Linked DNA regions of Mus musculus: regions 2, 3 and 4 are each linked to region 1. A link is a contact called in public promoter capture Hi-C data. All regions are on one chromosome and are shown on one strand. The core of a region is the stretch at or near the end of the contact, and the rest is flanking DNA. Distances in the headings are between cores, read along the strand shown. Region 1 holds the start of Smyd4 (SET and MYND domain containing 4). Region 2 holds the start of Vps53 (VPS53 GARP complex subunit). Region 3 holds the start of Cluh (clustered mitochondria (cluA/CLU1) homolog). Region 4 holds the start of Rflnb (refilin B).

The links. Promoter capture Hi-C pulls out the DNA fragments that hold promoters and counts their contacts. Capture Hi-C pulls out chosen DNA fragments and counts their contacts.
Region 2: a promoter capture Hi-C map of liver shows a contact between it and region 1. The contact joins the promoter of Vps53 here to the promoter of Smyd4 in region 1. A contact is called at or near these places in 1 of 39 promoter capture datasets (pre-B cells) and 1 of 9 other capture datasets (liver).
Region 3: a promoter capture Hi-C map of neural stem cells shows a contact between it and region 1. The contact joins the promoter of Cluh here to the promoter of Smyd4 in region 1. A contact is called at or near these places in 3 of 39 promoter capture datasets (liver, neural stem cells and pre-B cells).
Region 4: a promoter capture Hi-C map of liver shows a contact between it and region 1, with 2.6 times the contacts expected there. The contact joins the promoter of Rflnb here to the promoter of Smyd4 in region 1. A contact is called at or near these places in 3 of 39 promoter capture datasets (liver and pre-B cells).

The regions. Positions count from the first base shown.
Region 1 is chr11:75,345,055-75,352,029 of GRCm38.p6, reverse strand. Smyd4 (SET and MYND domain containing 4) reads right to left here and starts at 3,597. Exons shown (of 11, transcript NM_001102611.1): 1 at 3,279-3,597; 2 at 2,216-2,361. The coding sequence starts at 2,349. Rpa1 (replication protein A1) reads left to right here and starts at 3,647. Exons shown (of 17, transcript NM_026653.2): 1 at 3,647-3,804. The coding sequence starts at 3,772.
Region 2 is chr11:76,176,532-76,183,506 of GRCm38.p6, reverse strand. It overlaps Vps53 (VPS53 GARP complex subunit), which reads left to right and starts at 3,869. Exons shown (of 22, transcript NM_026664.4): 1 at 3,869-4,094. The coding sequence starts at 4,008. It also overlaps a transcript of Tlcd3a not described here.
Region 3 is chr11:74,646,460-74,653,434 of GRCm38.p6, reverse strand. Cluh (clustered mitochondria (cluA/CLU1) homolog) reads right to left here and starts at 3,931. Exons shown (of 26, transcript NM_001081158.3): 1 at 3,741-3,931. The coding sequence starts at 3,840.
Region 4 is chr11:76,024,571-76,031,545 of GRCm38.p6, reverse strand. Rflnb (refilin B) reads left to right here and starts at 3,764. Exons shown (of 3, transcript NM_029658.1): 1 at 3,764-4,118; 2 at 6,489-6,598. The coding sequence starts at 3,909.

The sequences.
Region 1 (6,975 bases), core at 2,348-4,847:
CCTTGACACAGCAGACAAGCAGTTCTTTAAAGCAGGGCTCAGGACCAGTGAGACTGATCGGCTCTGGTGGCACTTCCTGCCATGACTGATGATCTAAGGTTAAGCCTAGAACCCACGAGGTAGAAGCAAAGGACCTACTCTCCAAAGCCGTCCTCTGACCACCATGTGTAAACTGCACATGTACATGCATGCACATGGTACACACACATACACAGAAGTAAAAAGAGATTTAAATTGAAAATCATTAAAAAGAAAAATCAGGGCTCAGCAAACTTTCCGTGTAGAAAACTAGAGTACTTAGGCTTTGAAAGCCAAGAAGTGGATATTAATTATAGTTATTCATTATAGCAGAGATTTCTAAAACCTTTTGACAAAACTAAAAAATATAACAGAGTGTATTTTTTTTGTAATGTAAGTTTACTAATGGCAGCAGTGGGATTAGTTTCTTTTTTAGATTATTGTTATTATTTTTATTAATTATTAGTGTTTTTGTGTTTATTCATATTCCACAGCATGTGTGTGGAATTGGATTTCTGCTTCCACCTTTGTGTGGGTCCTAGAGATTGAACTCAAGTCATCAAGCTTGCACAGTAGGTGGTCAGGCTTACACAGTAGGTGGTCAGGCTTGTATCTTTGGAAGGCAAGCATTTTACTTCCTGTGCCAGCTCACTGGCCTTCTTTGTTTAAAAAAAGAAAAAAAAAGTCCTTTTTTGTTTAATTAGGGTTCATGGCCAGTGCTCTTTATCTTAAAATCAACTGCAAACTTTTATCTGGTAAAAAGCCATCCTTAGCTGTGGTCCTAGGAGAAAAACATACAGTTGGATGGCTTTATCCTGCAGGCTTAGTTTGATCATCTCTCTTTGAAGATATAATCAGCTCACATCACACTCAAGCCTCTGCCAACGAGTTTTCTACTTCTGTTCAACAAACTACCCAAGCTGAGCAGCTCCAAACAACAGCCAGTTATGATCCTCACAGTCCGGTGGGTCAGAAGCCTAAGCGGGCGTGGCTACCTCGCTGCTATTGCCTGACCCTGCTCGGTGCATCCACATTCACATCCTTTCCTGGTGAGTGTGGTTCTTTGACTGGTTTTGTTCCAATTTTTAGTATATGTGCTGCTGAAACAATCTTTTTGCCTCTGCCTCCAGACTGCAGGGATTAATGTTCTTGACTGCCACAGAGCACTAATATTTACTGAACATGTGATCATGTGGTGCTCAGCACTCTTGCACCCAAGGCTCGGGGAACATGGAGGAAGAGGGGGTGGAAAGATTCCAAGAACCAGAGGAAGAAGAAAGTCAGAGGTGAGACTGCATCTCCTAGAAATGTCAGGGACATTTCTAGACCTCTGAAGTCTCAAGAACAAGGCCTGAAAGTCTTATTTATATAGGTTAACCTGAAAGGGGAAAAAATTCTTACAGGGGTCCAACGTTAGACAAAGAACTCTAAGCAACTAAGGAATGTTGGGGGGGGGGTAGTCTTCCCCAGGGAACACTCCTCTACCCTTCAAGCCCCACCCAAGCTGGTTATCCAAAACAAACTGGTCAGTCCTGAAGCCATATACGCACAAGTAACATCATATGGATGGGCAGATTGCATTTAGGAATACACACATACACACACACAACTTAAAAAGAGAGGCCATGAATTTAAGAGAGAGCAAAGCAAAGTGGGAAGGGGTACATGGGAAGGTTGGAGGCAGGAAGTAGGGAAATGATGTAATTATATTTTAATTTCAGATAATTAAAAATTAAAAAATAAGATTTGCTGAGTAAATGAGACTTCTACCTATGTATACATTTACTAGGTTGTGATATAAAATGTCTATCTCACCAGTGAATGCAGTCCATAGAATTTGAAAATTTCTGGGTCTCAACTAAACAATTGCTAGGGTTCTTTCTCACTATTAGTACTGAATGAGCTTCTATGGGCAGCTACACAACCTGCACCATATCCTTTGAGTGACAGCACTGGGACGACAGCAAGATACTAAATTACTTAAGTATAACACATACCAAAAGAGGAAAGCAGTTATGCCTACCCATTCTATAATCACAGACTAGGGAGAAACGTGAAAACCAACAGTAACTGCTAAATGCCCCATACTATAAAAAATATAAAGCTACTCTCTCCTATAAAAAAGAGATATTCAGACCAAATGACAAGGCAGAACATTTTCCAGACCAAAATTTCCCTGAAGTTTCCATTCACTTACTGAAGAAGGGAAGAAGAAGGAAGGAAGATGTCGCTCAAAGTCTCTGCTGTAGAAATTGTGTCCTGCACAGACTTCGGGAGTGAAGCCCACTTCTTAAGTAGGTAGGACTTCCATTCATCCACCGGTAGATCCATGCTGCCGCAGCTCTGTAAAGTCAGAACATGAAGATTCAGCTTTCTATTAATGCATAGTTCTAGAAAATCGAGATTTCATCCTACCAAGTGACACGCAACCAAAATCATTTCTTCTGGGGTTTTCTATAGCTGTTGATATGCTGAAGGAGAGTTAATCTGTGGTGTGGTACCAATTCACCCAGACATATTCTTTGGAACTGTTTGAGAAACTATAGTAGGTTGTGGTTGTACAAACAGAGATCAAAATACCAGTAGATGGCTACTATTCCAGTCTTTCTAGACCTGTTTACCTTAGTTGCCCAAAGTTTTCCAGACTTCTTACTCCAGCAACTATGAAGTTAAATATTTTCATTTCTTAGACGGCTCAGTTTTCTGTTTTGATCTCCAGGTCTTTCTTTCAGTTCATATAGCCTCTCTCCCTTTTTATTTTTATTACTTTTTTTTTTTGAGACCGGATCTTATGTTAGCCTGGCTGGCTTCGAACTCAGAGATCTGCCTGCTTTTACCTCGAATGCCACCACGCCTGGGTCCCAAATTTTGATTTTTCAGGGTCTCATTTAGTTCAGGTTGACCTCGAACTCAACGGTGTTAAGGGTGACCTTGAACTTTTGCTGCTTCTACATCCCAAAGGCTGGGATTACAAACAGATCAGAGCCAGCCAGCACGCCAGGCTCTCCAATACTTTTGCATAGGCCATTTGGGCTTTTAGGAACATCACTATCCTCACTGGAATCCACCTGACAAATTTCTACACACACTTTAACTCAGTTCAAACCGCATCGCCTCTCGAAAGCCTGATTGATTTTTGACCCCCACTCTGGAGCTCCACATGTGTGGCCCATATCGCGTCTACCATCCTTGAGGCTGGGTTCCTTGCGGCCACAACTCTCAGGTGGAACTCAAGAGGGCGGAGACTGAGTCTGATTTACCTTGTTTATCCCACAGTGCCAAGCTCTGGGCCTGGCACCGGCGCCGGGCACGCACTGCGTGAAGAAGTACCCAGGTCACTGCTTTGACTATATTTAGCAGCAGTTACCAGGGGAGAGCTCCGACTGTTCCCTGGGTTGCCATTCTGTCTGTCCGCCAAAGGACTGGGCGGGCAAAGTTCCGACAGCTGGCGGGGGAACAACTCAGTAGCACCGCGCTGACACAGGCGCACTGCGACCCAGCGCCCCGCCCTCACGTCCCGCCATCCCGCCACTAGGCCTCGAACCCGGCCTCGGAAGAGTCACGTGCTCTGCCTGCCGCGCGGTAGCCAATGCGGTGGCTATCGGCGTCTAGGCCCGCCCCTCGCACCGCGCTCACGCTGGGGGCGGATCGGCACGCACAGTTGCTCTAGCCAATCGTTGAGCAGCCCGCGGGACCCCGGCAGAGAAGCTCAGGCGGTGCAAGAGCGCGAGCGCGGGAGTTAGCGGTGCAGCCATGGTGGGACACCTGAGCGAGGGGGCCATCGAGGTAAGGAGACGACCCTGAGCGGGCTCGATGGCCCTAGCAGCGCGGCCTTGGAGCGGTGCAAAGAGGACCCGGGGAGGGAGCCGCTGTCGATCGGGAGAGCGTCAGGGAGGAAATTATACGGCCGCGGGGGAGCATCCCGGGGTCTCTAAGACCATCAGAGGATGCTGGAGGCAACCCGGTACTGGCAGAAGAACTCACGAGTTTTTTTAGTTTGTTTACATCTAAGAAAACAAGACAAATAAACATGCCGCTGTCTATCTTCGGCGGCCTCTGTTTCCTCCCTTTCTCCATCACCCCAAACTTTTTGGACTTGTTTTCGGCTGTTTTACTTCTTTTACATCCTCCTAACTCATTATTGCTACTAGACATCTCTCTGGTCACGAGAGAGAAAACGCTGACCGAAGTCACCAGTGGCTTCCCAGTAGCCAAATCAGAAGACATTTTAAAATTTTTCAGCCGACCTAATTGTTTGAGCTTGTTGGCTTCTTTCTGCTAACACTCCTCTCTTGCTAGTGTTCTGTGTTTCATGTTGACAACTTTTTCCTTATTTTACCGGCAAACCCCATAGATTTTTTTGTCGAGCCAAGGCCCTCTGCAGACTAGTTTATAGCCCTTCACCTGCATGTTATTAATTCTTTCCTGCTGAGCTTCCTTCGATCTGCCCTCTATCTTCAAAGTCATTTTCAATTGAACATATATCAGAGCAAATCCTTTATGTCCCTCTAAGTCTGAATTTTAAAAAAGAGTGTGTGTGCGCGTGCGCCAGTGTGTAGTATGTACACATATGTATGACATCTTGGGGATGGCGAATGTGCGTCGGATGCCAGAGGACAACTCTGGGACGTTGTTTCTCTTCCCACTCCGCTGTGGATTCTGTGGATTGAGCTCAGGTAGCTGGGCTTACACAGCAGGCACCTCTACCACAGAGCATCCTTTTGCCCGACTCTGGACACCTAGTCCATCACCAGTTGAAGTATATTTTAACTCCACACTTAACTTTTCCATCCCCACTGGAATAGTCTTTTTTTTTTTTAAAGATTTATTTATTGATTATATGTAAGTACACTGTAGCTGTCTTCATACACTCCAGAAGAGGGAGTCAGATCTTGTTACGGATGGTTGTGAGCCACCATGTGGTTGCTGGGATTTGAACTCCTGACCTTCGGAAGAGCAGTCGGGTGCTCTTACCCACTGAGCCATCTCACCAGCCCTGGAATAGTCTTTTGTTGGCTGAACTAGTCAATTTCAGTCAGCACACTCTTCTCACAGTCTCCTTGCCAGGCCTTGTTTGTTTTTTTCTTTTTAAATATATTTTTGCTCTAGAGGCCATTGATAGTTCCAGTTTCTTTTGCTACCACAGTGTTCCTGTTCAGCTCAGTTGTTACTGAGTTGGTTGGCAAAGTAACTAGCCCAAATCCATGCATTTGGAGACTCCAACTCCTTTTTGTTCACTTATGTATGGCTTTGGGCAACATTCCAAACTCTTTCCCTTGTTTGTAAAAATGAGGCTGAAGCCGAGCAAGGGGCTAGTTGGAGGACTGAGTTTCTAGATTTAGTGTTTAGCTTCTGCTAGTACAGCTAGCAATCATCACAGGTGTACATGTTTATTTGGTAAATATTAGCTACTTTGTATTTCATTCAGGAGATTGTAGAGACTGTAGCCTGCAGCTACTTTCAGTCCCCCTTTAGGGTGATATCCCAGTATCTGGCAAGTTTTAGTCCCTAGATAATGTTTGCTAGTTGTGTGAATGACTAAAATCATGAAAAGCCTGGGACAGACATCTAAGCAGCTTAGAAGAAAAGAAGAGGGGAAACAGTTGTCAGAATGGAGGTATTTGAATACGTTAGGGCTGTAGAAATGTTGAACTGGAATGTGAAGCTTGGATTGTTCTGAATTTTAAGAGGCTGCCACCTTGGACCCTTAAGGCAATTGCAAATAATTCTTTACTTTTATAACGAACGTTTATAAGGTTGTTTGAATAATTTGCTGAGTTTTCTTTAAATAAAAATATTTTAGAAAGCTATTTCCAATATTGAAGTATTACTTAGACTTCATTCATAGATAAATTTGCAGTTTTTTTTCTTTCTTTACATGTTTTGTTCATAAATAAAATAGTGTTTTGTTTTAAAGACTATCCCTACTATCCTAGAACTTGCTATGTAGACCAGGCCGGCCTTGAACTCAAGCCCACGTACTGGGGCTAAAGATGTTCCACCATGCCAGGATCCGTAGTGTTGTGTTTTGTTTTGTTTGTGTTGATGGTGATGGAGTGTAGAGACCATTGGTTGCCTGATGATTAGCGAACAAAAGTGTCAGCACAAAAGCTTCAGGCCCCAGTGGTTAAGCAAACAGTGGAAAATGGAAGCACTAGGGCCCAAAGTTATAAAATGTAACTGTAGTGATAAGTAGAAGTACAAGGCTCTATTTACTCAGACCAGGCTGGCCTCCAACTCAGAGATCCACCTGCCTCTGCCTCCCAAGTGCTGGGATTAAAGGCATGCACCACCACCCAGCTTCTAGTATACATTAAAAGACTCATTTACTTATGTATTTTATGCATATGGATGTTTTGTCTACATGTAACCTGCATGCCTGAAGAGGGTGTTAGATTGCGTTGATATAGACAGTTGTGAGCCACCATTTGAGTGCTGGGAATTGAACCCAGGACCTCTGGGAAGAGCAGCCAATGCTTTTAATCCATCTCTCCAGCCCAATTTAAAGTCCTTTTTTTTTTTTTTTTTTGAGACAGGGTTTCTCTGTATAGCCCTGGCTGTCCTGGAACTCACTCTGTAGACCAGGCTGCCTTCGAATTCAGAAATCTGCCTGCCTCTGCCTCCTGAGTGCTGGGGTTAAAGGCGTGTGCCACCTTGCCTGGTATTTTATTTCATTTTTTTAATTATTATTTTATGTACATTGGTGTTCCACTGCCTGTGAGTCTGTGAGGGTGTCAGATCCCCTAGAATTAGATGACAGACAGTTGTGATTGCCACCTGGGTGCTTGGGAGTGAACTCCAGTCCTTTGGCAGCAGCCACTGTTCTTAACTGACTCTCCAGCCCCTAAAGTACTTTTAAATGTTCCAGAGAAAAAGTAATAAAATTGAAACCAAGTACTAACCTGCATACAGTTTTAAAGATAACTAGGCCGTTAATGAAGCTATTGACTTTATGTG
Region 2 (6,975 bases), core at 2,620-5,119, 830 kb before region 1:
AATTCAGAAATCTGCCTCTGCCTCCCTAGTGCTGGGATTAAAGGCATGCGCCCGCCCGGCACATTTTTTTTTTTAAATCCCCTAAGTTGAATTTGCAATTAAAGACAATATAATATATAATGGAGTTGGGAGCTTCAGAAGGAAGAATGGTTTCCAGTTGTAGCAGATATAACCACTGAAAATGGATACACAAGAGGACAACCAGCAAGAACCAGACAGTGTGAATGCAGCCTGGACATAGTAGCCTTGGTTTCAGACTCTCTGTAAGAGTGCAGGAAGCTCAGACACAGAGAAAAAAACCCAGAGGGCCATGACAGCAGTGAGCCTAGGTCACCACTCCTCGCCTCCAGTCTTTCAAAGGCTATCCATTTCCCTAGGACAGCTCTCAACACTAAGGAGCTGGCTCCACCCAGTTCTTTAGCCTCTACTCCAACCTCTGCTCTTGACTTTCAAAACTCTTTTCAAGTCTTTTCTTCCCTATGGCTCTGCACATATTGTTACTTGGGTTTGTCATGCCTTCTCTTCCGAATTGCTTCAGCTTAAAAATCACTCTCTTGGAGAAAGCTTCCCCAGGGGCATTCCGCACCCACACTCTCTCAGTGTGCACTGTCCTGACCTAGCTTGGGACTTATCACGATTACATCTTTATTGTATGAATGCCATCTCCTTACATGAAGTTAGATGTGATGACAGGCGTTTGATGTATCTGGTTCTTTGCTGAATTCAGCACCGAGCATAGGTGCCTGTCATCAGCAGGAACAGGTGTTGAATACATTTATTAATTGAGTGAAGGAGCAACAGAAGCCAGAGGGTCTAGGGTGCTTGGTTTGTTTGAACCAGCTCTCCATTCTCTCATCTGTTAAATTGGGATTATGGTAATTAAACTCTGGAACTGCTTTGTGGATTAAGAGTCAAGGCTGTAGTATGCTTGGTATGTACATGACATATAGCAAGCATTAGGAAACATTAGCTATTATCACCATTAAAAGGAAACTCTGAGTATCTGAAACTCTTAGACACTGTCAGTAGGAATGTGAAAATAACACCCTTCCTTATAATTGTAAACACAGACAGACCATACCACTTAGCAATCTTACTCCTAGGCATACACTTAAGCGAATGAAAAACTTACAGAAAACTTTAGACAGGAACGTTTATAGCAGCTTTATTCACAACGTCTCAGAATTTAAAACAACTCGGATGTTTTCCAAATCACCTAGTAGATAGACAAATCAACGGAGCAAGAAACAAACTGATGGCACAAATAATAACACAGATGAATCACAGATCCACGATGCTAAGTGAGAGAAGACAAGAGTCAAAAGGTGACATGCTGTAGGACTCCATTCCTGGAGAATTTATATGACATTCTGGAAAACTCAGCCAGTGATTTGCAGACAATAGAGTGGGTGTGAAGGAGGGGATGATGGAAGTGTCTCCGCCGGACTGTGCTGTGCTGACACGATGACAACATGCATTTATCAAAGCTCATGTACAGCACTGGAAACCGGAAACGGCTAATCTCACTGCATGCAAATTCTATCTAATTTAAAATAGAAAAATAAGGCACGATAAAACTGCACATTCCTGTTCCTTCAAGAATGATACACATGCTTTCCTCTCTCTCTCTCTCTCTCTCTCTCTCTCTCTCTCCTCTCACTCTACCCCGCTTTCACCTTTCAGCTTTACCTTATTTTTATCTCTTAATTCTTCGTGTATGGGTGTTTTGCCTGTATGTATATGTGTAGACCGTGTGCATGCCTGGTGTCCAAGGAAGCTATAAAAGGGTGCTGGCTCCCTTGGAACTGGAGTTACAGACTGATGTAAGCCACCATGTGGGTGCTGGGAATTGAATCCAGGTCGTCCGGGAGATCAGCCAGTGCTCTTAACTGCTGAGCCATCTCTCTGTCCCCTTTATTTTTAAATTATGTATATGTGCATCTTGTGTGTGGGTGTTCCTGGAGGGGATGTCTGATGCCTTGGAGCTGGAGTTCCACGGTGGCCAGCTGCTCAATGAAGGTGCTGGAAACTGAACTTAAGTCCTGGATCCTCTGGAAGAACAACAAGCATCTTTAATGGCTCAGCTATCTTGCCAGCCTTTGTTTTTTGATTTTTAAGACAGAATTTCATTACATAGTCCAGCTAGCCTCAAACTCTCCATCTTTCTGCTTCAGGTCCCAGAATCCTGGTATTTATAGGCATGTGCCACCACATCCAGACAGCACCTATGGTTTCTGATAATAAAAGTACCATATGGAGAAAAAAAAAAAAAAAAGCTGGGCAGTGGTGGCGCATGCCTTTAGTCCCAGCACTTGGGAGGCAGAGGCAGGCAGATTTCTGAGTTCGAGGCCAGCCTGGTCTACAGAGTGAGTTCCAGGACAGCCAAGGCTACACAGAGAAACCCTGTCTTGAAAAACAAACAAACAAACAAACAAACACAAAAAAAAGTACCATATGTTGATTGTAGATGTGTGGGAAAATAAAGAAAAAATATATTTCCCTGTCATTTGCTTTTGGTTGAGACAGTACATTTTCCTTATCCACCTACTCTTCACCTTCCAAGTGTTGGGATTATAGGCTTGTACCATCACACCCAGCCAATTTTGCTCTCAGAAATAAATATTCTGCTTTCTGAAATACACTGTGCATATATCGCTATGTCATTAAATAATTGTCAAAATAATACTTTTATGAGTCAATAATATATGTGTGGAGGTTAGAGGGTAACTTGTGGAAGTTAGAACTCTCTTATCAACATGTGGGTTCGATGGATGAATTCAAGCATCAGGCTTGAGGGCAAATGCTCTACTGGCTGAGCCATCTTGATGTCTCTCACAGTCCTCCTGCAATTATATTTTAAAGCATTCTTTTGTTGCTGTTGCTAAAACTTATACTACTCACACATTTTTGGGGGGCAAACTAAAACAACAATAAAATTCCATTCCTAAAACTATAATGTTTTTTAAAAACTAAAAAAAAAAAAGCAAATTATATTATTCCTGAAGCAATTTTTATAAAACTATATGTACGGAAAAAAAAAAAAAAGTTCAGCAGGGCCAGATACTCCTCTGTCGAGGTTTTCACAATGTTGAACTGGTAAGGCAACCCTTCCCTTGGCTGCAATTCCATCATTGTTCCAGTGCCTGCTGGAAAAGCGGTTCCACAGGGCTATCTGGCTCCTCTTTTTGTAATGTACGCGGCTAAACACCCTAACATTTCCTGTACTACCTGCCTAAGTTTGCATAATACTTCCATATTTAATGTCACCCCATCTAACGTAGTGTAAGCAGGGCAGATGGGAATACTTTGTTCAAGATCATAAGGTTATCAAGGGTGTAAATAAGGATGTACAGCCCGGACATTCGGTCTCAAAAACCAAACACTTCCCAGCGTTGGGTCGCTTTTCTCCTTACTCCCCACCCTAGCGAGGAGGCTTCAGACAATTCTGCCCAGTAGATCCTTATCTAAGGAGCAGAAGCTCTCCCAAACCTCAAATGTCTTTGGCAACACTGCCACTTACCAGCTGGGGTCATTTCACTCCCGATGGCAGGGGGACACAGACTGCCCTAGACCAAGGGGATCCAGCGAGCGGGTTGCACGTTGGCTTCATGGCCAGCGGGGCTTATTGCCCATCCATTGGGACACTGCCGTGGCTACCGCTCTCTGGGGCGCCCGGGCGACACTACGGCGCTGGTGGGGGATGCGCCCTGGGCGAAGAAGAGAGGGCTTTCAATCTTAAGAACCCGCCGCGTGCGAACAGGGAACTTGAGGTTAAGGGTTGTCTGGAGATTTTCCAGGGACTTGACAGCCATGCCTGCGGAAGTCAGTCCTCCGCTATCCCAGAGTCCCCCGGTTCCCGGAAGTGCCCAGTTCTCCGGAAGTGCCAGGCTAGCCGAGTAAGTAGCGGCTCCCTCGAGCCCCGTACCTGGAGGCTTGCTCTTCTGGGGTCCTGGTGACAGACAGGTCGCGAGCAGGATTGGAGAGGGCGTCGGGGGCTGAGCGGCGGGATGATGGAGGAGGAGGAACTGGAGTTTGTGGAGGAGCTGGAGGCTGTGCTGCAGCTCACGCCAGAGGTGCAACTCGCCATCGAGCAGGTGAGCGCTCCACCCCCTCGGGAGGAAGCTGCGGTGGAAGGGGCAGCTCTAGGCCAGGGTCGAATCTCCCCTGCTAGGCTGGAAAGGTGGCGGTTCTTATGCTGAGCGGAAGTCTGGATGGTGGTAAAGGTGGGGATGGGTTTTTCAGCCTGGGGACCGAACACGTCTTCTCTAGGCTCTGTGTTTCCGAGGTTGTTACGCCCTGCTGAGTTTGGGCCGAGCTGTCCTCTTTGACAGGATAAACCTAGAGGGAGCCCCGTGACTAGAGAATTCGGATTATGGTTGATTTTAAGACTCTATTCATTTTCCAGCTAGTGCGGCTTCTTCCATTTCTCTGGTTAAACTCTTGGAGTGGTTTGGAATTGGCAGTGGGATACTTCCATTGCGGAAACGAATGACAGAATAGGGTTGTGGGGCGGCATACTGGAAAATGACCCTTGTGCTGGTGTGCGCGTGCGCGCGCACTTGACACTCGCTGGAGTCATCTGGGAAAAGGAAGCCTCAGTTGAGAATTGCTTCCATCAGATTGGCCCACGGGCAATCTGTGGGGGCATTTTCTTGGTTGATGCTGTAGAATGGCCCAGCCCACTGTGGGAGGTACCACCCCTGGGCAGCAGGTTCTGGATTGTATAGAAAAGCAAGCTGAGCAAGCCATGGAAAGCAAGCCAGTAAGTAACATTCCTTCGTGATTTCTGCTCCATTTCCTGGCTTGGCTTCACCTGATGACGACATACTATAACCTGTAATCCAAATAAATTATTTACTTTACAAGTTGTTTTTGGTCATGCTGTGTTATCACAGCAATGTAAAGCAAACTAAGACAAATCTGTACCATAACTAAAAGACTGAGGGCTAGTGAGATAGTTCAGTGGGTAAAGGCACTGTGCCACCAAGCCTGCTGACCTGAGTCTCTTCCCCAGGATCCTCAAAATAGAGGGAGAAAACTACTCCTGGACAAAACACACATACACATGCACACGTCTCCCCAACCTCTGGTCTACAAAGTGAGTTCCAGGACAGCCAGGGATACACAGAGAAACCTGTCTTGAAAAACAAAAAAATAAAGTATTAATGGTCCATATATGCTAATTATTAGTAGTAGAATTATTTTACTTGGGCTACCTTCCCAATAGCCATTAAATGAGACACACTCTTTCTTTCCTTTCTTTTTTATTAGTATTGGAGGTTGAACAAATCCTTGGCACATGAGATAAGTGTCTTACCACAAAGCAATATCCATAGCTCCTAATGTGCTTCTTCTTACACTATAACCCCATGTCAGTTCCCTTAAGGAAGATCTTTCTCCCTCTATCAACAAAACCTTACAAAAACCTACACAGTTACTTCTAATATTATGACCATACATCTTAATATAGTTGACAGGAGACTTTAGTCAACAAAAAACTTCTTGTTGGGAAGAGAAGACTCTTAGGGATATTCTTTTTTTTTTTTTTTTAAAGATTTATTTATTATATGTAAGTACACTGTAGCTGTCTTCAGACACTCCAGAAGAGGGCGTCAGATCATGTTACAGATGGTTGTGAGCCACCATGTGGTTGCTGGGATTTGAACTTCGGACCTTCGGAAGAGCAGTCGGGTGCTCTTACCCACTGAGCCATTTCACCAGCCCCCAGGGATATTCTTTAGTGTCACCCAAATTGCAAAAATTCTCAACTTTGGGCTGGAGAGATGGCTCAGCGGTTAAGAGCACTGACTGCTCTTCCAGAGGTCCTGAGTTCAATTCCCAGCAACCACATGGTGGCTCACAACCACCTGTAATGTGTAATGTGGTCTGATGCCTTCTTCTGGTGTGTGTGAAGAGAACTACAGTGTACTCATATACATAAAACAAATAAATCTTTTTAAAAAATTCTCAACCTTTTAAGATTTGTACTGTATTTTTGTGTATGTGACCTGTGCATGAGTCCCCTTGAAATCCCTTAAACTGCCCATGCAGTACAGTGTCTAGACATCTTTTGGTAAATCTAGAATTTTTCTGCCAACACTGAGGCCTGGCATTCTCTCTATAGGTGTCACCGGATGAAGTAGCTTAAGTCAAGGGCTGCGTTGTGTGAAATCTGTTAATGCCTGGGATTAGACCCAGGAACAGGAAGAGAAGAATGAAGAAACTGGGAGCAGTTAGGAAGTGAATAACCCACTTCCTCATACCAGCTCACAATGACAGGCCCTGTTCCCAGCACTCCCTCTGCAAAGGGCTTTTCATTAATTCTATAATTGCATGTATGTGTCACTTGTACGTGTGGTGTATTCTCACCTTAGGTGTGCAGCACAGAAGTGCAATGCTAAACTTTCAAAAGAAACGACTAAGCTCCACCTCTCACTGCCTTTGCCTCTGCTTGCCCTCCACATCCTAGAAGCTGTGACTCTTCTACCTTTCCTAGGAAGTCATTGGTTTGTCCGTGTTTATTCTTAAATAAAAAAAAAATTACTTATTTACTGTTTATGTGTGTATGTTTGGGCCTGAATGAGTTTATGTGCCCCATGTAAATTCAGGAGCCCTTCAAGGCCAGAAGATGCAGTCGATTCCCTGAAACTGGATTTGGAGGCAGTTGCAAGGAACCATATGGGTTCTAGAAACTGAACCCAAGTCTTCTTGTAAGAGCAGCCATTGCTTTTAACCCATCGCTCCAACTCCGGATTTTTAACTCTATATTCCACAGACTGAAGATTTGCTGAAGATTGCTTTACACGGTTATTATTTGTCTTACGCTAGTAAAAATCAGAACCCATAGGATCACTTTTCTTTATCTGTTTGGTTTGGTTTTATTATTACATTTGTATACTTGTGCACCAGTGTGCTTATGGAGATCAGAAGATAAACTGCAGAGTTAAGTCAATTCATGTGGGGCCTAGGGACTGA
Region 3 (6,975 bases), core at 2,682-5,181, 700 kb after region 1:
ACCACTGCTAGCAAAGCCATTAGGGGAACATAGGAACCCAGCACTTGGGGTACCTGAGCCCCTGTGGACAGAAGGCATAGGGGGCAGGCTGGCAGGAGCAGAGCTCAGCAAGGGGGTCCTCTCCTCAGCTCCATCTACACCAGTGGTAGGCAGGACTGCTTCAGCCAGCTGCTGACAACAGCTGGCACAGACCCGGGCCCAGGCCATCAGATAGCCACCCCTGGTCCACCAGCTACCGACAGAGCACCCTGCTTTCCTCTTAGGTCAAAGGACTGGCTGGGGCCTCTGGCTCCTGTTGTCTCTTGCAGGTGACCTGGCAGCTGGCCTCTTCCTGAGAGTCACTGGTTCTAGTGAGAGGGGGATGGGCTCCCAATCTCCCAGAGGACAACTGCACCCAAGCCTCAGGACTTCAAGCTGCACCAAGAAGCTGGCAGACTACCTCTTCTCTTCCCAGCAGCCTGTGCGCCACCAGGAGAAAACCAAATGTCTCCCCTGGGGAAAAACAGAGCTGCCAGCAAGAGGCTGAAGGCCATCACACTGTGGAGAAGCAGCATGCCCAGCCTCGCCAGAGCGCATTCGCAGGGCCTCTGACTTGTTGCCAGGGCCCAGTGAGAATTGCTCTGGCATCCATACTAACCAGCATGGGGGTGGAAAGGGGGACAAGGCTCTCACTCCAGGGCCCTCCATTCCCAGGGACAGCTAAGCAGACCGTTGGCTTCTCTTCAGCCCTAACAGGTTCTGAGCCTCACACTATGACCTGAGGCAAGAAGGGTCAGATCCAGATAGAGCTCCATCCCTTTTAACCCCCTCTTCAAACACACCCTAATCCTGGGAGGGGAGCAGGCAGCCTGGTAACAATGCTAAAGGAGTCTCACTCAAGTTAACGTTAAGCCAGTGCTCACTTGAGGCCATCTCCCCAGAAGGACCATATTCAAATCAACTATCCCATCTCATTCAAGGAAACTAAAGCTCCACACAGCTTATAAGTGAGCTGTCCAAGGTCACAGAGGCAAAAGGCTGTGAAGCTAAGTCTAGGAAAAGGGATGTGTGTCGAAGTTCCAAACCCAACCTCTGCACGCTACTTTTAGAGTAAGGTCTATTGCCATTCTCCCCAAGAGACCAGGCTACAGCAGTGCCTTCCCCTGGAAGCCTAAGGACTCAGTCCAGGTGGTGCATGAGGCCATAGATGACCCAAGTCTCTACTCCCTTGCACTCAGATCCTAGAGGTCTTTGAAGACCTAGGTTTTAGGGAAGTGAAATAAAAAGGCAATCCTCTGCAGAATGGGACTAACTGCCTAAATGGCACTTAGTACACTGCTAACCTCCACCTACAGTCTCTAGGAGAGATCCGAGCGGAAAGACAACACACAGCCTTCCTAGGCCTAGACAGCACTCCCCTAGCCAGAGATGGTCACAGGCAGGAGTTACAAAGGGGTCTGAGTAACCACAAGTAGTCTCTGTATGCCACTCCAGTCTGACAGCATCTTCAGAGACTATGCCAGGGCCAGGCCACACCCTAGCTAAGGAATCAGCAGGTAGGGGCAGAACAGGAAGTCGAACTCCAAAAGATACACTGCCCCATCCTTGAACCCAGGGCTTCAAGACAAGAGGACAGAGGCAGAGAGACAGCTTATGGAAGATCCTGCTTGCCTCCTTCCTGTTTCCCCAGACCAGAAATAGGTCTTCAAGGTCCAAGTGTCTTCTCAGACACCACCCAAAAAGAGCTTTAAGATCCTGCTGGAGAGCTTATAAGCCCCTAAATTCTCCCCTCGTCTGCCAAGTCCCCTTCAGTTTCCACGCCCAACTCAGGGAGCCCTCCCCTGTACAGAAGGAACCTGACACACCACTGTGAACTTGAAAAACCTGCCTGTTCTCTTAACCCCTAAAAGTTACTTTATTCTTAAGGTAACTGTCCCTGGCCTGCCTCGATCGCCTCCTCAAAGGTACTGGAGAGCTCTAGAAAGAGGGGCTGTGGGTCAGGGGCTACACTTTGATACCCATGCAGAAACCTTACCATGGGATAGCAGATGGGTGGGGGAGGGCAGGGGGAGCAGGACAAACACGACACAGGCTCCATTTATGTCTTTCTTCTTTTGAACAGATCCAAGATGGCCGGATAGTCTGTTATCTATACCAGTTTTCTGGGACACAGAAGCCAAGATCCTACCAAGTAGAAAGTCCTGTGTGTCCCCAAGATGAAGAACTATGCTCTGACCCCAACCCAGCACCCCCTGACACACACACACACCCAAGAGTCCCTTAGCATATAGTTAAGGGAGCTTCATTCATCAAAAATCCTCCACTACCATTCCAGTTCCTAAATCCCCTGAATCACATACATAATAACCCAGCATGCCCACCTCAGCTTCCTCTAGGCTGGGCTGGGGTAGACTTGGCATGCTAGCCGTAAACTGGAAATCCAAATGCTTCCCTGGACAATGAAATCACTATGACCTTGGACAAGCTGCTTCATATCTCTTCAGATCTCTTTGATGGAGGGGAAACAGGCAGCTCTAACCTTCTCTTACCCAGCCTGCCCATGGATTCAGAGCCACGACATTTTTCAGCACTTCTTGTGCTTGGGTACAACTCAGGCCTTGTCTTGGGCAAGGTAAGTCCACTGTGATGGATAACAGTCTAGCAAGTGCTAGGCCCATTAGGGCCATCCTTACTCCCGTGTTAGCCTTAGTCTGCTCACCGGAGCTGGGAAGAATAAGGAGATGAGCTGAGGAAAAGAGAGATAAAGAGGGTCTGCACTCACTGGCATCCTGGGTAGAAAGGACCAGGCTGGCTCTGAGGAAAAGTGAGGAGGCCCTAGGAAGGGGTTTCCAGTTTCAAGGCTGGAGCCTGAGACTTGGTAAAAAACTAACAGAAAGGGCACAGGCTAAGTACAAGAGAAGTAGGCCCCACCCCTAGACAAGCCTCTGCCACTCCCAAAGCCACCACCACACAGCCCCCACGGGGGAGAGCTGGGCGCTCCACTCCACACTAATGACCTTTGCCTTAAAAAAACAGCAGCTCTAGTCTGACCCACTTTTCGCAATAAGGCAGGTTAATGATCAAGTTCAGGCACAAACACCTCCCCCTGACAAACAGCTAGGCTTTGCCCACACACAGGCAGGACCCCAAACCCCTGATCAAGTGGAGGCCAGTAACTAAAAGAATTGAGACCACAGCCTGATGACTTGGGGTTAAGCCCTTGTCTCTAAGAATGTACCAGAGACAACCCACCCCAATAACACACACACACACACACCCCAACTTGCGCTCTTCCCATAGTCCAAGTTTGGGCAGCTCCAAACTGAGCCTCACTCACAGTGCTGCAGCTCTGCCGCACAGGAACGTCTAGGACAAGAGAACCAGAAGGTGGCAGGGCCGCAAGTGTCACTGCCCCCAGCCCCAAGAGCTCCCCAAGCAGGGGCGCGGAGGGGGTGGGGCCGCCGATTCCATCGGTCTGCGGCGGCGGCGCACCCTGAAACCAAACCGCGTGTGCGCGCACGTGTCCCCGCGATCTTGCGCGAGTGTGTCCGCCGTGGATGCCCTTCCACGGTCCCCACGTGCGAAGTCCAGGCCGTAGCCGGGGGTGCCACTGAAGGTGACCTTCAGGGCGGGGGCGGCCCAGTGCACCGCCCACACTGACGCGGAGGGAAGACGGTTGTTCCCACCGAGTCCCGAGCCCTCCGGCCGGACTCGGCCCGGGCTCTAGCCCAGCTGTCCCTGCCCCCGGCCCACTCACTCACCAGCCGCGTTCGGCCGCCCCTTGCCGCCGGCCTGCGAGCCGTGCTCCCGGGCGCTGTCGGCCGGGGCGGCCGCCGGCAACTCGTCCGTCTTGATGACCATGGCGGGAGCAGGCGTCCGGCTCGCCTGTCCGCGCCGCACGCCGCGCCACTAACCCAAGTGCCCTGCGCGCCACGGCCGCTGCGGGAAGGACGGAGTCACCGGCCCACGTGGTGCGCGCTTTAGCCTTTGACCCCGCCGCCGCTCCCCTACCCCGCCCTCGCGCCCGGCCTGCCCACGGCAGACGACGAGGGACAAAACACCGAGCACTCCGTAGTCAGTTCACAGATTCAGTGACTCTTTCAAAGCCTTAAAGGCAACGCGTCCGGGCTCAAAGGGGAGAGGCCTCGGCCCCCTGGTGAGGCGGGGCTTCCGGGAGACGTTTCCTAGGTTCGCCGCCCGTTGGGCGGGCGCCGTGACCTTGGGTGGAGACTTGTCTAGGACTGCCTTCGCTCCCTATTCCCCCTCCCCCAATGACCCTCTGCTTCTTATTGAGCATCTGCCAAAAGACCGCGTCGTTCTAAAGCAGCTTTGTTATCACGACCCTCTGTATCCTCCTCACCGAGTGGGCTCTTTCCTACTGAAGGGAAGGGTCTAGAGTGTATTTGGATTATTGAGGAAGATCGCTTCTAGGCCTTTTGGCTAAGATCAAGTGTGGATTATTGAGGAAGGTGTGCAGGTTGCAAATATGCATAAAGTGTCAGAAACAGACTATGAAAACTTGGACTCAGCACCATGGGCTCCTCCCCTATCTGTGTAAAACACACACACACTCACTCACTTCCAGGCCACTATCTTGGTTTACAGTGAAGGACAATGAGGGCCAAAGTCACAGAACAAGTTCAGATTTAGACCAATAAATAGATCCTTACTATAGTTGTTATCTATTTTTCAGTTCTTTTGGTTGGGTGGGGAATAAGGAGTGAGGTCCATGATTGCTGGGGGAGGGGGGGTACTTTTCTTGTGTGTGCCCTACTGAGTATTAAATTCAGGACCTCTGGCATGGTAAAGGTGTCTACTGCTGAGAGACAACCCTAGTCTCAGGTGATATTGAAACCAGGTCTATCCAGACAGTTATGTTCAGGCAGAGAGGGGACAGGGTAAGCCTTCCATGCACAGGTGGAAAAGCCCTTTGTGAAACACTAAACACAGTCTTTACACTTGCTAGGATTTAATGGACCCTGGCAATCTGAGGCTGAGATGGGAGCGGTCTACATACACCCTTGTATACATTGCAAAGGAAAGTTAAATCTGCTTTCCTTTTAGAGATCTAGTGTGACCACAAGGGCCTGCAATCCCAGTTCTTGATAGGTAAAGGCTGGAGGACCTGAATTTGGAGACCAGCTTGGGCTACATAGTAACACACTGTCAGAATAGAATACATAGGAAGTTCAGTTTGCCCCTAGAGCACATGTGATGATGAGAACTGAAGCCAAAAGAAGAAGGAACCCTCCATTGAAGGGAGAGGGAGGAGAGAAATGTATGTGTCAGAAAGATCCTCTTGACTGTTATGTGAGGGCAAAGGAGAACTGAGCAGGACTAAGGAGAAGTGATTTCAGGCTATTGCACAAGGAAGTTGGAAGAATGACCAAGACCTTATTGCTGGGTGCACATAGAAATCAGGCAGCAGGAACCTGGCTCAGTGTTTCCATCCGTCATCCCAGCACTCAGAAGGCAAGGAGAGAATATAAAGGGTTTAAGGTTAGCCTGGGCTTCCTGGCTAGACCCAGTCTCAAGAAAACACACAACAAACAAACAGACAAACAAACAAACAAACAAAAGGCAGGCAAGCAAGGTGTGTGTGGACCTGACATCGAAGTGGACTGGAAGTCAGTCCCTAGGAACCCGTACCTGTCTCTTGTAGTGAACTTGAGCAAATCACTATCATCTTGCTGAATCTCAGGTGTTTTGCTGTGTGTAGATACATGTTTGTGTGTTCTTGCCTTTACTACATTTTTATTGTGTGTGTGTGTGTGTGTGTGTGTGTGTGTGTGTGTGTGTGTGTGAGTGAGTGCATGTCCTTCACCTCACCTTATTTCTTAAAGTAAGGTCTCTCTCACACTCTCACTGAACTTGGAGCTCAGCAGTTAGCTAAGCTGGCTGGCTAGCTAACAAATCTGAGGAATTCTCCAGTTTCCATCTTGGGTGCTGGAATTGTAGGGGACTATCCTTATGCCTGGCTTTGTACTTTACTAACTGAGCCCTGTGCTTTTGTTTTTACTTTTAATTATATGTATGTATATATGGCATGTACGCACATGTGTATATGAGTGAGTGAGTGAGTGAGTGAGTGAGTGAGTATGTGTGTGTGTGTGTGTGTGTGTGTGTGTGTGTGTGTGCAGTTGCTGACCTGGAAAGCTCCAAGCAATGTCCTGTGCAAGGCTGCAAGACTGTCTGAGTGTTCAGGGCACACCTTGAGTGCTTCTGGGTGGAGACTATTCTTTGGTTGCTTGTTTGAGAAAGGGGTCTTATTCTATAGTTTAGGCTGGCTTGGAATTCACGACATAAATTACAGGGATGCACCATCACAGCCAACTTTACTTAAAAATTTGCACAGATAATAAATTCACATTGTTCCAAATCCGACAAGTAAAAAGGACATAGAGTGTCAGGAATCCTGCTCAGCAGGTAGCCTGACCCCCCCCCCCGCCCCCCCCCCCCCCGCCTGCTCCTGGACTGAGCAGCTAGCAGAGTGGCAGAAGTCTGTAATCCCAGAGGCAGGGGGATCAGAAATTCAACTACATAGTGTGTTAGAGACCAGCCTGAGAACTTTTCTAAAAATAAATAAATAAGAAATAAGCACCACACAGTCAGGCATGGTGGTGAACACCTGAAACCCCAGCACTTGAGAGGTAAAGGCAAGAGAATCAAGAGGGGAAATTTTTGTCTGTCTTCTTTCGTCTGTCTCCTTCCTTCCTCTTTTTCTTTCTTTCTTTCTTTTCTTTTCTTTTTTTTTTTTTTTAAGATTTTTTTTTTTAGTATGCGAGTGCCCTGCCACTCTGTCTCTCCAGACACACCAGTAGAGGACATTGGGTCCCATTACAGATGGTTGTGAGCCACCTTATGTTTGCTGGGAATTGAACTCAGGACCTCTGGAAGAACAGTCAGTGCTCTTAACCACTGAGCCATCTCGCCAGCTTCTCCTACCCTCCTTCCCTCCCTCCCTTGTTCATGCCCATCCAAACAGCCCAACTTACT
Region 4 (6,975 bases), core at 2,515-5,014, 680 kb before region 1:
GTCCTTTGAAAATAAGGACTTTAATCTTCAGATACTTAGAGGAAAGAATTGAGTTCTAGTTTTTAAAGCATTTCGTTAGCATGAATACATGAAGGAAAGAAGAGATCTGGACAGTGAGGCAAATCCTCCCCATTATTGAACAGAGAACAACCCTGAATCCTGGAGGCTGGAGACCCCAATGTGCCACAGACATGGGCAAAAGCCAGAAGACTGAGCCGAGAGTGGTTTTAGTCCATTGGCTGGCTTTGCTGAAGACAGGCCAGTCCACAGAAATAAGCAGCAGCCATGAGGGGGGTCCTGCTTTGCCCTTGTCTGACTTAATTCCCATTTGGGCATCAGTTTACTAAGTGCAAAAAGAAAAGAGAGAAAAACAAACCTTACAAAAGCTTCAGGGTTGGCATCCGTTGTCAGGCAGCCTTTGTTCCTGAGGGATGCTGGGAGAGAGCACAGGCTGGAAGCCAAGGTCTGTGAGGACACGGTGCCTCTGTGATCTAGGCCCCTAGCGGTGATGACCCTTTTCTGAAAGGACAGCATTTAGATGAGGCCAATCTCTATGTAGGCCCCATGGTCTCTCTGGACCTTGCTTGTTTTGTCTAACCTACCTCCTGGTTTCTACAGATAACCAGCTGTTCCTCAATTGAAAGCCTGTCTCCAAAACTGGGCCAGGATGGGTCAGGGGAGAGTCAGGTGCCTCTTTCTTTCCCCTGCTGGCTTTATTTTACTTTATTTTAATACAAGTTCTTGGTATGTAGCCCCGACGGGCCTGGAATTCCCCCCAAGCTTTAATTAGGATATTCTGAGCAACATCCTGGGGGAAACATCTGGAAGAAGATGTAAGATAGTGAAGAATTTGTGGAGCAAGGCTCTAGGAAGCTGGGGGTAGTGGTTCACACCATAATCCTAGTACTTGGAAGTGATAGGCTGAGGCAGGAGAATTGTCTAGAATTTCAGGCCAGAAACTTTGTTGTTGTTGTTTTTGAGACAGGCTTCTCTGTGTAGTCCAGGCTGTCCTGGAGCTAGCTCTGTAGAACAGGCTGGCCTTGAACTCATAGAGACCTGCCTGCCTTTGCCTCCCAGGTGTTGGGATTAAAGGTGTGTGCCAAGAGAGCATTTTAGGTCTAAACTCACTGCTCAAGGCTGCAGAGATAGAGCCCAATTCCAGGATCTGAGCTGCAAAGTTCACACACACACAGTTACATGGCAAATCCCCTTCTAGGGACATCTGAGTCCATTGGTTTGGCCCTTTCTCATTCCAAGAGCACCTCTGTTCTCCAACCAGGAGTGCCAGGGATCCCAGACAAGGCCTGGCCAGATAGTATTATCGGCAGGAGATTTATGGGTGATTCTGGGGATTCTGAATGGGACAGAGGTTCACCACCTTGACCTCTGCATCCTGAACAGTCCTATGTTTGATTCTCCTCCAAGCCCTGCTGATTTCTGCATACATCAGTGTTAAACAGATAAGGAAAGAAGGGAGGGAGGGAGGGAGGGAGGGAGAGAGGGAGGGAGGGAGGGAGGGAGGGAGGGAGGGAGGGAGGGAGGGAGGGAGGGAGGGAGGGAGGGAGGGAGGACTGATGGGATGCTCAGCTCATGCTTTGAGAGTTGCTTGGTAATTCTGCAGAGGCAGGAGGATGCCCTGTTTGGTCTGTGACTGAAAGAGTTGGGAGAGGTTGTTTTTGGTGGACAGACAGAACTCAGACAGGTTGTAAAATCAGCTACTCCCAGTGTCTAGGTTGATGACTGCTACTCCTGGATTTCAGAAGCTTCTCTGATATCCTGGGCCAGCTGCTTTCTGATCACCGGTGCAGTGAGGAAGTGTGCCAAAACCGTGTCTCCCTGAATTCTCTTGAAGCCTCTAAAGTCTGGCAGCTTCATGCTCTCTTGCTCATGCTAGCAGCTTTGATGTCTCCGTGGGTCTTCTGCCGGAATGTAGATCAGTATTCAGAGTGGTGCTCAGAGGGTGGCAGTGTGGCCTCAGAATGGTGCTCAGAGGGTGGCAGTGTAGCTCTGGAGTCAGCAAGTCCCAAAGTAGGCACCTCCCAAACTGCCCCCACAACAATCCGCACTGAGATGGGGCGTGGTCCTCCTGGCCCAGCTTCTGAGCTTTCTCTGTCCCGACCTCCAGCTCTTCTGGCCTGGTGAAGCAGGAGGTTACCATCTCCTTGGAGCAACTGCTACCTTCCTGGTCATCTCTCCCAGTCTGACCAGTCCACTTTTCACACCCTCAGAAAGCACAGAGGTTTCTCCTCTGATGTGGGGGTCCAGTTCTGCAAGGTGTACAGATATTGAGGTCAACAGGGGTAGGGAAGTGTGACACCTCAGATTGTCCTTGCATTAGACACTTGTCCAGTACTGTACACTGTAGATTTTTGTAACCTATTCCCACCACCCCTGAATGAATGAACAACCTCCCAGTCCAGCCCCCTACAGGATGTATCCTCTGTAGAAGGAATGACCCTGGCTTTCTGTTCCTAGCAAGCTGCCTTCTATCCATCACATGATTAAAGGCAAGCCCTTCTCTCTCCGTATCAAAAATGATGGGTAGAGAGAAAGGAGGACTGAACTTTGCTGGTAGATCTAGTCACTCTGAACATATATATATATATATATATATATATATATATATATATATATATATATTTTAACAAATCTGCCCCAAGCAGGACAGATGTTCTTTGTTCTTGCAAAGATGTGGATTGGACCACGAAGGTGATCCAGGGAAGACTTCTGGTGGAGCACGTGGCACTTGGTGTTGACCCCGGGACATCTCCATGAGAGGAAAGAAAGAAAGAAAGAAAGAAAGAAAGAAAGAAAGAAAGAAAGGAAGGAAGGGGAAGGGGAAGGGGAAGGGGAAGGGGAAGGGGAAGGGGAAGGGGAAGGGGAAGGGGAAGGGGAAGGGGAAGGAAAGGAAAGGAAAGGAAAGGAAAGAAGAAAAGACAATGATTTTAGGCACACCCCAACTCAATTACTTCCCACTGAAGAAGAGCTTCTCTGTCAAACCTATCAGGAAGGACCACAGTCTGTTTGCTGTTGAGTTTAGGTTTTGTTTTGTTTGTAGAAGAGATTCCCTCTGATAGGACAGAGGGAGAAAGTTCCTGTGAGTGAATAGACTGTGGCCTCCATAAGGGGAATCTTGACTCCCTAAGAGAGCTGCTCTGTTTGCTGGTCTCTTTGGGAGATCCAAGCCTGTGACACCCTCAGAACTTCCCTGCCTGGACTGGCCACAGCCTGTTCAGCTGTGCCCGGGACCAGGGAGTGATCGACGCCCCCGGGAGTCCGGAGGAGTAGGCCCTCTCTCCTCCGGGGCAGACGTGAGAGCCAGAGCAGGCCCTGCTGAGCCAACAGGCCGCTGGAGCCATACGAAGCGCATTAAGTATTAATAATTTCCAGTTGTTTGCTCGTCCTCTCTCCCCACGCCCCCCCCCCCCCCCCCGCCCCCGGCCTCTGCAGACTGGGACTCCTTGGCTCTGGGCTGCCAGATCTAGAGATATTAGCACCTCTCGGGGGCCGGGGGACAGTGCATGGAGCAAGGATCGCCGTGGACCATAGGGACAGGGTGCGGGGCCGGACGAAGCCTCGCAGCTTTGCCAGTCGCGGCATGCCGGGGAGGTGGGAGGGGAGGCCCGTCGCGGGAAGATCGGCGCTCGGACGAGCTGGGCGGCGCGCGGCGGGAGCGCAGCGGCCCCTGGCGCTTGGCCTCTCGGCGGTCACCGCGGCTGGGCCAGCCCTCGGGGCGGGGCGGAGGGCGGGGCCTCGAACGAGCGCGGCCGCTGGCGACACCCGGACAACGCGCCGGCGGCGGGGCAAGGAGGGCAGCCCGGAGGGCAGCGGCCCCGGCCCGCGTGTGCGGCCCTCTCTTGCACTCCAACACCGCGGCGGCTGTGCCCGGTCCCGCCACACGTGCAGCTATGGTGGGCCGGCTGAGCCTGCAGGATGTCCCTGAACTCGTGGACACGAAGAAAAAAGGCGACGGCGTCCTGGACAGCCCGGACTCGGGGCTGCCCCCAAGCCCTAGCCCCAGCCACTGGGGGCTCGCAGCGACGGCGGGCGGCGGTGGGGAGCGCGCTCCGGTCGCAGGGACGCTGGAGCCCGATGCGGCGGTGACCCCTATAGTCCCGGTGAGTTGCCTCCCGCGCGGACTTCTCCCAGTCCCGGCCCACCCGCAGCCCTCCCCGGGGAGTCTCCAGCTTTCGCAGTCGGTGCGGCCACCCGCCCGTCGAGACGGCGTGGCCATCGCCGGGAGCCGGGGCGGGAGCGTAGCGAGAGAGCCTGGCCAGCTGGAGCCAGTGGCTGGAAAATTGTCATCGCCTGGGAGGCGCGGGAGCCCCGGGAGAGGCAAGCCGCGGTCTCCTCCCTTCGAGGTGGCGGCCCCCGAGGCTGCCAGGCTGCGGCTCGACCACATTCCTGCTGGGGCGGGCTGGGTGGGGCTCCCGGGACACGGACAGGGATCCCGGGCCCTCCCCACCCGGGGGGCCCACGCCCCGCGGCTTTGCTCCCAAAGCGGCCTCCCTCTGCCGGGACCTGGGAGAGGGGTGTGCTCTGGGCTCCTGGCGCAAGGCGGACCACAGCCTTTGGGGTTAGTCACACACAAGAGTCTTCAGGGTCTGGTAGGTCTTTTTTTCCCAGCCAGTGTTCTGCACTTAATGAGATCAGCGTCCTCCAGGTGGCCAGGGCTTTGAAAGTATTAATCCTTTTCCTTCTTTTCCTTTAAACTCTTTGCAAGAAAAACTCCCAAGTCTGTTTTGTCTTGGGATCTGTTCAGGTGATGATATTCAGAGCACAGCTCAAGAAAGGCCACATCCTGTCTACAGTAGAAGCTCAAAGTAAGACTGAAGGAGAGCTGTGACTGTGCCTCCCATGGGGAGGTCAGCGGCAAGTGTTATGCTTAAGGACCAAAATGGAGCTTTGCTGGTGTGGGGCCTTCTTGACCTACTGACCCTGTCCCAGCAAAAACCAGCACCTTTTATTTCCACTCCAAGGTGAAACTTGCTTCAGCTTGGTCTTTCAGTCTCTCTCATCTTTCCTGCTCTGACCACCGATCAGACACTCACTGGTGCCTCTGACATGGATTCCTGCACCTGACATGAACCTTGACCCTCTCACCTTTCCCATTCAAGTCCTGGTGGCCCTTCCTCACTATGTGGCCTCCTGGGGGAGCTTTCTCAGGCTTCTTCCAGAACCTGTGGCTTGGTGTCCAGGCTCAGTGTCTCTGTGTGGGTCTATCTTATCACTGCTGCTGACCCAATAGCGCACTGACTCTCTCCCACCCCTGGATACCCAGGGAATGTCTGTCTGGGGAGCAGGGATGGGGATACAAAGGAGGCAGGACAGGAGAAACCAGTATGGACACCTAGAAGAAAGATGTCTTGGAATTGTAGGAGAGCTCTGTGGCCTCACCTCATGCACACCCTCTGTCCACTTCCTTTAGCTTGAACTATATATCCCCTCCCCCACTGGTCTCAGTAAACTCCATCCTAGCCCTGGAATGGTACCCCAGCTCCCCAACATGCTTTTGGCTTTTGCATCTTCTGCTGGTAACACAGTAAAGATCCCTGAGCCAACCTCTTAGAAACACTTGCCTCCTTCTCTGTCCTAGGGGTGGGACTGCCTCTTCTACATCCTGGCACAAATGGAGTTCTTGCTCTTAAATTAAGCAAAGAAAATGACAGCTCTCGGAGAACCAGAGAGTACAAAGGGCTGCTAGGTCCTTCCACACTGTGTTTATCTCTGCACTGGAGCACAGAGGGGGACCAGAGAGGGTCACCTGAATTTGCCTGAATTTGTCAAAGCTGTATTCCACACACTAAGCTTTCTGGTTAGTGGAGGCCTGACCCAGAGCGAAGGCATCTCTGGCCTCCACTGTTAACAGTTGTGGGGACCCTCTGGCATGGATGGCGGCCGCTATATCAACCCCAGAGGCAAAGGAGATGGGGAAGCAGAGGTGGATCTTTACCTTAAAAACAAAACTCCTGGAAGCTTTGTCTCTTGGCATTAGGATTTAGCCTTTCTCTAACTATTGCTGGGACAACTGCGTGGGGGGAGGGGCTCTGCATAATTGAGGGTTCTGAAGAGTTAAGTCTGAGTTGTGGGGCTTTCTTGCCACAGGGCCCTCCCGTCAGTCCTGATGTGGACATAGTGTGTTCATCAGGTCAGCTTCCTCTTCTGCCTTTCTCAAACCTTCGGTGATGGGAAGGGGGGCACCCCTCCCCTCCCCCCAGCACACAGATAAGGACATAGGACGTGTGACACAGCTCTACAGAGGGCACAAAGCCCATTTAGGATGGACAGTGCCTACTGTGCACATGCGTGCATGTCACTGAGAAGTAGGGAGGGGCACTAGACTGATCTGGGATTTGAACCCTGACCTTCGGTGCCCTGTCTAATGCTCTTCTCATGCCATGGGCCAGCCCTGTCCTTTGTAGGGCCAGACTGTGGTCACCACAAGGCGGGTCACTCATAGCTTTATCCCTTCTCTCCTCTCCCGGAAGAACCCAGCATCTCTGACCCACTCGCTAGCTGCCATCTGCTCACCGAGACTCTGTCCCCTGTCCTTCGGCGAAGGAGTTGAGTTTGACCCCTTGCCACCAAAGGAAATAAAGTGAGTATACTGACCCTATTCTTAAAATATTAAAAAAAAAACCCAAGTATAATCGCTTATTGTTTTTGAAAAGGTTAATTATGAAAATGCACAGAAAACCATTAATAGTTTGACTTATTTTCTTATGCTCTAACTAGTTAAATATATAGGGACTCCATTATATAGCCATTTAAAGTTTGGGATGAAATCTTGCTGTGTCTCGTTAGCTGGCCTCGCATTCACTGTGTACCTCAGGCTGACTTCGAGCTTAGGCTACTTCTGTCTCAGCCTCCTGAGCGTGTACAGCATTACACCTAATGTGGACACTCTTTTTAAGTGGGATTTTGTGATAAAGTTCTGCCATGTTCTTTGTGTGTGTCATATACCATGCCATGGGG